4 separate regions of the Sus scrofa genome follow, and regions 1, 3 and 4 are each linked to region 2. The links are chromatin contacts, called in public Hi-C and promoter capture Hi-C maps. All regions are on one chromosome and are shown on one strand. The core of a region is the stretch at or near the end of the contact, and the rest is flanking DNA. Distances in the headings are between cores, read along the strand shown.

Region 1 (2,688 bases), core at 18-2,517, 260 kb before region 2:
GCTCACAACCATAACCACGGTGGGTCTGGCCTCCGCTGGGAGAAGAGGAGGGATCTGGAACAAGGGAGGGAAGGGCCTGGTTGGTTCAGGATGAGAATCGTTTAGGCCAAGGGACCTGCCAGGTGGGGAGGAGAGGGTGGGCCTCTCCCGGAAACTGCCTTCTCTCTCAGTGGGAAAAATCAACGTTTTCCTAGTTTAAACACTTTGATGTGGCTCTTGGAGGGACTGAAGAAACCTGGTTTTTCCTTAAAAAGGAAAAAAATCTATTCATCAGTACAGGGCATATCTTGAAGGTAATTTTATTTTATTTTATTTTTTGGTAACACTTATTTTTAAAGGACAGATGCATATTGCGTGTTAAGTTAGCAGGTGAGGTCAAAATTAGGATGAGAAGGTCAAGTTGCCTTCATTACTCTGGCAGATTTACTTTTTTTTTTTTTTTTTTTTTTTGGTCTTTTTAGGGCCTCACTTGTGGCATACGGAGGTTCCCAGGCTGGGGTCCAATCAGAGCTACAGCTGCCAGCCTACACCACAGCCACAGCAATGCGGGCTCTGAACTCTGCGACCTATACTACAGCTCACGGCAATGCTGGATCCTTAACCCACTGATTGAGGCCAGGGATCGAACCTTCAACCTTGTGGTTCCTAGTTGGATTGTTTTCACTGTGCCACAATGGGAACTCCTGGGCAGATTTCAATAGAACATTCTTGTCTCCCACTGGTCCAGCCGCAGTGGATGGGATGCGAGGGCCCCGACTGTGTGTATTTAGTCACTTTAGGAATTCAGGGTAATTTCAAGGAGCTGCCTAATTTGAGAGGCATGAATGGGTGGGGTGTGAAGCAAGCCCTGTGGTTGGCCTGTGAGATCCATTTTTGCCACTAGAGGGAGCCACGTGTTCACTTAGAGTGTGTCGCTTCAGGGAAGTTTTTGTGTTTTTTTGTGTTTTTTTTTTCCCAGTTACATTGTTTATCCAAATTCTTAAGCAAAAAAAGAACGTAAAAATGCTGGCGTCAGTCCACTTCATTGTGGTTTGTTAAGCTCAGCGAGAGTGATAAGATTGTAACTCATTGTAACTCTTTAGTGGATGCCGTGCAGCAAGAAGGTCCATGTGTTAGAGAAATTAATTTGGTGGTTTTGTCTTTAGGGAGCATCTGAAACCACATTTTCACACGTACCAACAAGAACGGGTGGTTTTGTCAGCATGTTCACTTCTGCCCAGAGCAGCTGAGCCCTGACAGGCCCCTTTAATAGGGTCTGGGTGTGTGCTCATCCAGCATGGGCCTCAGTGAGCTTGTTGGGAGCCTACTCTGTTCCGTGTGTGAGCGCCTCTGGGAGACTCTTAAAGGGAAATTTTCCACAAGAACAAGCCAATTTTTCACAACAGAAATCACAACTGTAGATTTCTTTGATGTCCTGTCGAGAAATGTTCTTCAAACATCAGAATCCGTTGAAATACTGAGAACTGCTGTTGTTCTAATGTTAACGAATGGTTGCTCTTTCCGGTGCATTTTGGTCAAAGATCTATAGGGGTTTTTTTTAACGATAAATTGTGATAATAACGTATATATAAATAGCTTACAAGCTATTGAATTTCTTGGAAATGTTCTGAGTACCACTTATGACTTATTAAAATTAAAGCAGTTTGTTTGAATAAATTCCAGGCTTCCTCTTTGTGAGATGTTTCCGTTTGAGTCTCTTGGGAGAGAAATTGCTGGGCTGTGGCTCTCTCTCTCCTGCTTGATTCAGACACATAATATTCAAAGCTCTGTAGAGATATTTTGCAAGATGCCCAAACCTGGCCTGAGTTTCTTATAAAACGTACGTCTTTAATGTTACAAAGGGTTTTAAGCTCATACCCTTATGCACGTGATTTGCCCCACATTTACTGTTGTCTTAAGATGTCTCAGGGTGAGGCTGTTTTATTGAAAGAAAAACTAACAGTAATGTTCAAGTTTCTAAGAACATTTCAGCCGCCATCAGGCAACAGCCCGTTTCACTAGCTAATAGGATCCATACGTGGACCCCCCCACCCCTGCAGCGTGAAGAGGCAGTGACTCTGACCGCTGGAATATTTCTTAGTCTTCAGGATGATGGTTCTCATCTCAGCCCAGACAGCATCGCTGGTAATGGGCAGAGACGTGATTTAAACAGTTGCCGAACATTGTTCATTCTTCATGTTGTTTTGTTTTTTTTCTTGTCACTTCTTTCCAAGATACCTATTCAACATCCAGCAAATGCTGATTGGGCGCCTACTGTAAACCAAGCATCCTAGTAGGTGCTGGGAACAGTGAGATAATGAAATCAGACCCCTGCCCTACAGAGCCCTGCCCTTCAGCTTGGTTCCTCATTAAGTAACTGAAGTGTAGGGCTCGAGGCACGAGGGGCATGCGTGGGGAAAGAACTGATAATTGACTTTTTGCTTGTGAAAATGACAAGTATTATGTCACAGAATCAAACCTTTGAAATTCCTGCTGTGGTGTAGTGGAATCAGCAGTGTCTCTGGAGCACTGGGATGCAGGTTCAGTCCCTGGCCCAACAGTGTAGGTTAAGGATCCGGCATTGCCGCAGCTGTGGCGTAGATTGCAACTGTGGTTAAGATCTGATCCCTGGCCTGGGAACTCTATATGCTGAAGGGCGGGCAAAAAATATCAAAGCCTTGTCTGGGAGTTCCTGTTGTGGCCCAGGGG
Region 2 (2,688 bases), core at 153-2,652:
GGACATATATGTGCAATAATTAAAAAAGTAAAAGTTGAGCAGGTACTTTCACAAAAGAGGCAATCAAAATGCCCAATAAACATGAAAGTGCTCAACTGATTTCAAAGTCTGGGAGATGGAAACTAAACTGACATTAGGATGCCCCGTACACCGACCAGCTTTGTGGAGGGCTGCCACCATGAGAAATTCGCATGCACTGCAGGTGACAGCACAAACCAGTAGGACTGCTTTGGAAAGCAATTTAGTCCAGTTGAAGATAGACCAGCCCACTGAGCCAGCAATGCCATCGCTTAGAATTTACCTTACATCTCCTCAAGTACAAGAATATTCACTGCAGAATTATTCATAGAGCCCGAAATGGAAAACCAGCCAACGCCCGTGAGCAGTGGCCTGGGAGCTATAACCTTGGGGCACAGCCATGCGAAGGAGCAGCCGACCGCAGAGGGCGAACGCTTCGGGTTTTTTTTTTTTTTTCATGCAGCAAAGCGATTCTTAAAATAATGTCCAGAAGAGGCAGCCAGACACTGCAGGGCACAAACTTCACGCTTCCACTTACACCAACACTACAGTTTAGGAATGGATTCTTAGATGATGAAATAAGAGAGAAAAGCAGGACATACTGACCATGCAAGGAGGGAACTTGGGGGGTAGTTTTAGGAGGGGGCGCTGACAACGTGTTATTCTGAGTGGTGACCCTTGGATTAGCTTTATAATTCCTCAAAATAAGCATTTGCGGGCTACTCGCTTTTCTGTAAGTAAAATTTCCTACTAAAAAAGTTTAGTTACAATAAAAAAAAAAAAGATGGATCTTTTAAGAGAGAATTAAATTACAGCCACTCCGAGACCGACGGGCGCGTGAGGCTGGGGTGGGAAGGGCGATAGGGCCCGGCCCCCTCGGCGAGTTCTGGACAGCTGCGTCCCACCGCGGGGTCCTAGAGGGGCTCCAGCCCGCAGTCCCCCAATTGAGCCCGCCAGGGCAGCGGCGCCTGCGAACTAAGCAAGAGGGCGGCGGGGTGGGGCCGCGGCAGAGTCAGAGCGCCTGCGCGCTGAACAGGCAAGGGATGGAGAGCAGCCCGGACGCCTGCGCACTGGGTTGGTGGTGGGGGAGGGGCAAGGCCCGCCGGCTCCTACCTGCACGTGGCCGGTGGCTGGCGCTGGGTTGTCGGTCCTGCAGTGCACGTTGGGCAGCCGGTACATGCAGGTGGGAAGTTCTACACGGAGAGATGCACTGCCCTCGTGGTAGGGCTTTACCTGGTACATCGGCATCGTGGGACCCAAAGGAGGGAAGGTGGCGAGTGAGGGACACGAACGCTGAAAAACCGTCCAAATCCTAGACGGACCGCAGACACCTCGTTTCCGACCCAGCTACTAGCGTTGGCGAAAGCTCAGTTCCTGTGCTCTAATTGGCCTCTGCTTTCCTGACGTCACGGACTCGACCTTTGACAACCGCCAATCAGCGAGGGGGACTGTGGGAAGCGTTCCCAGCCTTATCCGGAAGTGGCGGGGGCGGGGCGCAGTGTCCGGAGCAGCCAGTGGGCGGCCGGGCGGCCGGTCCGGTGTAGGAGAAGCGGCGCGATCTGTCCCTGGTCAGGCTCTGCATCCATGGAGCGAGCCGAGGGGCCGAGGTGAGCCGTGCGTGCAGTCTCCCTTCGCCGTCGCCGAGTGTAAGGCCCACGGCGTTCCAGACCCCTGGAAAGGAGGGGAAAGTGACTGCGGCGCTGGGCGAGCTGGCGGCCCGGAGGCCTGGGAGGGGCTTTTCTTCGCTAGCCGGCCCCGCTGCCCTGTGGGTGCACCTTGAAGTCGGGGTTCGCGGGGATTCGGCCGGCTCCCAGGCAGGCCCTGCGCAGGCGCTGCGTCGCATCCGTGGATCTGAAGCCGTGGACCTTGAAATCCCCCTGAACGGAATTCATTTTCTTTTTACATGGTTGCTTGCTTTCTCTCTCTTTTGTAAAATTGAGGGTTATTTTAGGGAAGGCTTTAAGGTACAAGCTAATTTGCATGGCCGCACAGTCTTAAAAAAAAACTAGTACTTCTCTATCTCCTTGAGTATGCGATTACTGGCTGGTAAAGTACACGCACTCGGGTTAGCGAATCTTCAGGTAGCGCTTTCACACTCAGTGTCAGATTCTTGAACCCAGAGTTGCCGTCTGTATGTAAATGTTGTATCTCCACCCCTCAAAATAAATATCAGGAATGTACTTGTAGCCTTTGGGCGGAAAAAGGCCAAATATTTAAAGATACTTCTTCCACTTTATTTGGTGTCATCTGCAGTTTCCACATTTAAGACAGACTTGAGTGGGATTCTTTGCAAGGTCGAATGAAGAGAAAAGATGTTTCTTTATTTTACAGGGGTTTACTGCGTATCAACTCTGTGTTAGATGCTGTGGGAAATCCTCAAAGATTTCTCTCCCAGGGAGGCCCCGATGTTCAGTTACATCCATGTTACAGTTTACTGGAAGTGATTAATTTAACACATGGATGAACATTTTTTGGATGAGCAGGAGTTTGCCAGGCAGAGGAAGAGGAGGGGAGTGGTCTGGACACACCTGTGTAGGCAAGGAGTAGTGTCTAAAGGAGATTGGTGTTTACTCTGACCAGAATAGAGGGAAATTGGCAATGGGTACAGGATTGACCAGAGAGAGAGAAAGAGACAGAGAGAATAGATTGGGGTGTAATTCTGACTGGATT
Region 3 (2,688 bases), core at 38-2,537, 310 kb before region 2:
AAACGCACACATTCACCAAGAGGCATAAAAGCAGCACCAGTCCTAACGACGACTTTGGGGTATAGTGAAGCCAGAACTCTTCCTTCTACTCGACAAGACTCGAAATATGTACCAGTTGCATTCGGAGTTTGCTGAAAACTGGCAGTAATTCTTGGAGCTTCCTTGTTAGAAGGCTCCTCTACTTGAGCAAGGCTGAGACACACAATTTTGCTCGGATTACACTGAGATTCTTGTTTCCAGAGGAGAAAAAAAAAAAAACTGCATAAGACAAGTCTTGTCTTCCTCTAGGGCCTGTAACCACCACAGGCTGTAATGAAAAGAAATGCCTTGAGTCACAGGACAGCTCGGCCCAGGAGCCAGTTCTGCTACATGCCATACCCAACGCAGGAGCGAACGCAGAGCCAGCTTTTTCTTTTCTTTTTTTTCTTTTTGACTACACCACGTTCAGAGAAAAGAACAGTCTTAATCGCACCCAGCTCCTCGCAGCTAGAAATCTGCAAAGTTTCTCCACCTTAATAGCAAACAGCATCACTTAAGAAAATCAGAAAAGTGGCAAAGTACAGGCGGAAGGCACCCCCCAGCAGATCCGCCTAGGGTCCCCAAAGCAGCCCGTGTACACAGTCCTCCAACACGACCGACCTGGGACCGCAGGGACCCACCGAGGTTCTCCCTGCGGCTCGAGAGCTTCATGGAAACACCAAGAAAGGCAACTCCCTAAACCCACCCAATCTACGGGCCACGGAGGGAGGGTGGCGGCGAGGCGCTGGGCGGGTTCGGCCGGGCGGTCAGCCGGCCTGCGAGAAAGCGGGAGGGTGGAGTTCAGTTTTCCCTCCAGCCGCCGCTCGCCGATTCCCTCCCTCCCCCACCCAAAAAAAGCCGGAACCAGGCGCGCGCGCCGCCGGGTCCCGAGAGGGGGCGGCCCGCGACCCCCGCCCCGGAGAGGCCCGGCCAGGCCCCGCGCGAGCCCGCGGCGCCCGCCCGCCCCCGGCCCCCCGGCCCCCCGGCCCCCGGCCCCCGGCCCCGGCCAGGCCCGCGCACTCACCCGTCTCCCACCACCACACACTTGATGGCCTGCATCTGGGCCGCTCGCTGGGCCGCGGCGGCGGCGGCGGCCGGGCACTGAGGCGAGGAGCTCGGAGCTCGGGGCGCGGCGGGCGGGCGGGCGCGCGGCTGCGGGCGGCAGGGCGCGGGGTGCCGGGGCCGCGGTCCACGCCGCCTCGCCCTCCGCCGACGGGAAGCGGGAGCCCAGCAGCAGCCACCACCCAAAGCTGGGGAAAACTGCAGAGAAACAGGAAATGGCCGCTCCACTCACATCCGGCCTCCCCTCCCCCGCCCGGCGCCGCCGCTCCCAGACTCCGGGGCGGGGCCGATCCCACCCGCGCGGCTCCCGAGGTTCCTGTCGGCTTCGGGAACGCTCGGGAGCGCTCGGCTCCGAACGCGGGGCGCGCCGGCCGCCATCTTGGTGCGCCTGGAACGCGGTCCGGGCCCCGCCCTCCCCGCCTGGGTTCCGCCGCGGGAGGGGTTCCGCCGCGGGAGGGGTCTCGGCTTCCCCCACATCGACTCGCGCCCGAGACCGTCCGAGGGCATGAGGGGCATGGGAGCCCCCCTTTTTAGTGACACTTCCAACTTAGGGGATGTTGGCAAGGTCCTTCTAGAAAATTCGGAATTGAAAACTGTAACGAAGAGCGTCGCCGGCACCGTATTCGGAGATAACCAATGTTCATTCAGCCAAAAATGTGTTGAACTTTGTTCCTCTTAGGCATATTCTGATTATTTGTAATTCACTGTTTGTAATGTGTTGACTGTTTGCTAGGTTTTAATGCTTTGCACCAAAGTTCTGGACATAATGCTCTGTTAGCGGACCATTAAAGTGCAAATATTTTGGCGTATTTCAATCTAGTTGCATCTTTTTGTTTTGTTTTGTTTTTTGTCATTTTGCTATTTCTTGGGCCACTCCCGCGGCATATGGAGGTTCTCAGGCTAGGGGTCGAATCGGAGCTGTAGCCGCCGGCCTACGCCAGAGCCACAGCAACGCGGGATCCGAGCCGAGTCTGCAACCTACACCACAGCTCAGGGCAACGCCGGATCGTTAACCCACTGAGCAAGGGCAGGGACCGAACCCGCAACCTCATGGTTCCTAGTCGGATTCGTTAACCACTGCGCCACGACGGGAACTCCTAGTTGCATCTTTATATACGTAATGAACATGACTTAGGCGAAATTGGGAAATGCTACTGAGTCCCTGTTAAAACATTTGTCATCACGGCTTCCTCTTGGTTCCATTAGGCACATATACCTTACTTTATATATAACCAGTGTCTCTATTTTCAGACACAAGGCTGGGATGAACGCGTTTGTCCAAGTATCTTTTTTTTTTTTTTTTTTTGTCTTTTGTCTTTTTTAGGGCCGCTTCCGGGAAATATGGAGGTTCCCAGGCTAGGGGTCTAATCGAAGCTACAGCTGCCGGCCTACACCACAGCCACACGACACCAGATCTGAGCCGCGTTTGCGACCTACACCACAGCTCATGGCAACGTCAGGTCCTTAACCCACTGAGCGAGGCCAGAGATCAAACCCACAACCTCGTGGTTCCTAGTCGGATTCGTTTCCACTGTGCCACAACGGGAACTCCTCCTTTTTAAGCATTTTTAACTTGCAATTATTCCAAAATAAAAATGTGTTTCCAGG
Region 4 (2,688 bases), core at 88-2,587, 400 kb before region 2:
GCCACTTGCTCAGTGGGTTAAGGATCCGGCGTTGCCGTGAGCTGTGGTGTAGTGTAGGTTGCAGACGCGGCTTGGATCCCGCGTTGCTGTGGCTCAGGCGTAGGCCAGTGGCTACAGCTCTGATTAGACCCCTAGCCTGGGAAGGGAGCCAAGGGAGCGGCCCAAGAAATAGCAAAAAGACAAAAAAAAAAACAAAAAAACAAAACCATGCAATACAACAAGTGCCAACAAGCTAGTTGGTGTCATCAATCCAAAAGGCATGAAGTTAGTCCTTGTGCAAGAAAACGAAAGATGCCCTGAAAACGTGCAGCTTTTATTTATGTATTTTTATTTGTATTTTTTTGGCCACGCCTGTAGCATGTGGAAGTTCTCAGGTCAGGGATTGAACCTGCGCCATAGCAGTGACCCGAGCCGCAGCAGTGACAACACCAGATCCTTAACTGCTAGTCCACCAGGGAACTCCCCTGCAGCTTTTATATGAAATGACTTGACTGAGGTTTTTTAAGATGTGACAACAGTCCTAATAATTTCCATGCACCATGCACTCCAGGCACTCTCTATGGACGAGGTTTGAAATACAAATTACACTTTCAGCGATTCTGCACTGTCTTAAATGCTCTGATATTTGCGTGAAAAACTGACATTGTGTAATATAAAGACAAACGCTAAAAGTCATGATCATAATTTAAATTTTTTTCTTTAATTAGAATGACAATAAATAGCAAACAGAAAACAAGTCAGAGGGACTGCACAATAAAGGGGAAAGTTCTATATTTTAGTACATTTAACAGCACTTTCTCCTGCTTTTGACCTGGGGAACCCACGTTGTCATCTTGCACTGGGCCCCCTCAAATTCCGCAGCTCACCCTGTTTGTCAGCTTCATTCCCTCGGTAATTTCTTGTGCTTTATTTTCACATCCTTACAGACATGTTCGTTTTCTACCTAATTTTGCACTCTTTCTCAAAGAGCATCCCCAGAATGTTAAAATCTTCAGGCCCCCACATAAGCCATACCCTCCCAGCATCCACCATATCTTGAGCGATGCAATCACTAATTCCCCCCCCTTACACTTTTTCATGCAGTAAACCTATAGAGCTCTTAGGATCAGTGGTGGGGGGAAATTCCTCACAAGAGAATGTCATTTCAAAAATTAAAGGAAATCGTTGGTACCCGAGTGCAAGCCGGAAACCTGGCCGGGGGAAGTGGGCCAGAAATCGGGGTCCTGGGGAGGGAGCCCGGGAGCATGCGCTCCCGCAAGGCCTGTGCTCTGGCGCGTCCCCTTTAAGGGGCGGGGCCGGGGCGGGGCTGGAGGCCGCCCGCTCTCCCAAGCTGCCCCGCGCGCGCGCGCGCCGGCAGTTCGGCCACGTCCCTGGCCACGTCGCGCCCGCTCTCGCCATCTTTCGCCGCTTCCTCTTCGGGGCTGCTGCAGCTGCCTGAGCCGCCGAGCCTGGGGCCACCGCGCCGACCGCCGTCGCCATGAACATCTTCCGGCTGACCGGGGACCTGTCCCACCTGGCGGCCATCGTCATCCTGCTGCTGAAGATCTGGAAGACGCGCTCCTGCGCGGGTGAGCGGCGGGCGAGGCCCTGGAGAGGCTCGGGCGCGGGGCCGGGTCGCTGGGAGGACCCGGCGACCTCGGCTGTCCCAAGCCCGCGGGCCTGCGCCGACCCGACACACCCCCTCGGCGGGCCTGGCGGGCGACCGGGCCGCGCAGGGTGGGGGGATTCTGCGGCCCCTCGGGGTGGGAGCGCAGGGCCGGGCGAGGTGTGGCGGCGCTGGGCCAGTCTCTGCTCTCGGTCGGCTCCCGAACTTGAACCGTCCGGGAGGGGGAGGCGCCAGGTGGACAGCGCGGGGCCTTGTTCTATCTGAAAAGTTGGGATCGGGGCGGGGGTCCGGCCGGCGCGCCCCCGGCCCTCGGCTTCATTGGGCGCTTCTCCGAGCGCCTAGAACGGGGGTCTCGAGATGCGCGGAGCCGGCGGATCAATGGGACGCGCGGGAGGAGGATGGGCAGGATCTCGGCGGCTGGGCCTGACGTGGCAGCTTCCCCAGCCCGGGAGGTGGAGCGGGCGCGGGGAGAGGTCACCCCGCTCCCCACCCTGCACCCTCGAGGACTGGCCTTTAGGCCAGGGTGTCCGGGCAGGCCTGTCCCTAGTGTCCTGAGTCTGGGCTTCGCCCCAGCTCTCGGGTGCAGGATCGCGCTCGCCACAGGAGGAGGAGGTATGGGGAGGTCTCTAATCGAATTTCTTGGGCAGTTAATGCTGCTTTGAGGAACGAACCAGTTTGTCAAACTCCGAGTGTCTCCCTCTAATAACGGGTTCTCTTAAACCTGCGGCGGGGCGCCGGGTACGGCAGAGGTCTCTGTGGTCTCCTGTAATTCCTCACTCCACGTCACCAGTGAGTTGGCGGCTCCCCCTTGGGGAGTACACATTTCATGCTCACATTGCTGGAAGGCAGTGAGACACTTCTTCCCCGGATAGTAGTGGTGTTTTACCTTCCATTAGCTCCAAAAGCTTAAGAATGGAGAATTTTTAAATAATTTCTTAAAATGCAATGTCTTCCTTAAACATATTTTTGATGCCACGGCCTCAGTATAACAATGTCTGATGAATTAATTAAGTTTTGTAAACAGTAAAAGATGGAATCCCAAGGGACCTGGGTGGCAGAGATAGATACAGTTTACCTACTGG

The links. Promoter capture Hi-C pulls out the DNA fragments that hold promoters and counts their contacts. Hi-C and Micro-C count contacts between places; a contact is called where the count stands out from the background.
Region 1: a Hi-C map of mesenteric adipose tissue shows a contact between it and region 2, with 3 times the contacts expected there. A contact is called at or near these places in 11 of 47 Hi-C or Micro-C datasets (embryonic fibroblasts, fetal skeletal muscle, heart right ventricle and 6 more) and 2 of 2 datasets of targeted methods (alveolar macrophages and skeletal muscle).
Region 3: a contact with region 2 is called in a Hi-C map of liver, with 5 times the contacts expected there. A contact is called at or near these places in 2 of 5 promoter capture datasets (fetal liver and liver), 1 of 47 Hi-C or Micro-C datasets (liver) and 1 of 2 datasets of targeted methods (alveolar macrophages).
Region 4: a contact with region 2 is called in a promoter capture Hi-C map of fetal liver, with 2.0 times the contacts expected there. A contact is called at or near these places in 1 of 5 promoter capture datasets (fetal liver) and 1 of 2 datasets of targeted methods (alveolar macrophages).

What each region holds. Positions count from the first base shown.
Region 1 is chr3:4,852,799-4,855,486 of Sscrofa11.1, forward strand. No RefSeq gene overlaps it. Among named protein-coding and RNA genes, the nearest start is that of CYTH3, 46 kb to the right of the region's middle.
Region 2 is chr3:5,116,517-5,119,204 of Sscrofa11.1, forward strand. AIMP2 (aminoacyl tRNA synthetase complex interacting multifunctional protein 2) reads right to left here and starts at 1,403. Exons shown (of 4, transcript NM_001244557.1): 1 at 1,132-1,403. The coding sequence starts at 1,266. It overlaps PMS2 (mismatch repair endonuclease PMS2), which reads left to right and starts at 1,486. Exons shown (of 14, transcript XM_021086081.1): 1 at 1,486-1,625.
Region 3 is chr3:4,802,223-4,804,910 of Sscrofa11.1, forward strand. It overlaps RAC1 (ras-related C3 botulinum toxin substrate 3 (rho family, small GTP binding protein Rac3)), which reads right to left and starts at 1,288. Exons shown (of 6, transcript NM_001243585.1): 1 at 1,043-1,288. The coding sequence starts at 1,077.
Region 4 is chr3:4,715,314-4,718,001 of Sscrofa11.1, forward strand. KDELR2 (ER lumen protein-retaining receptor 2) reads left to right here and starts at 1,338. Exons shown (of 5, transcript XM_021086076.1): 1 at 1,338-1,568. The coding sequence starts at 1,478.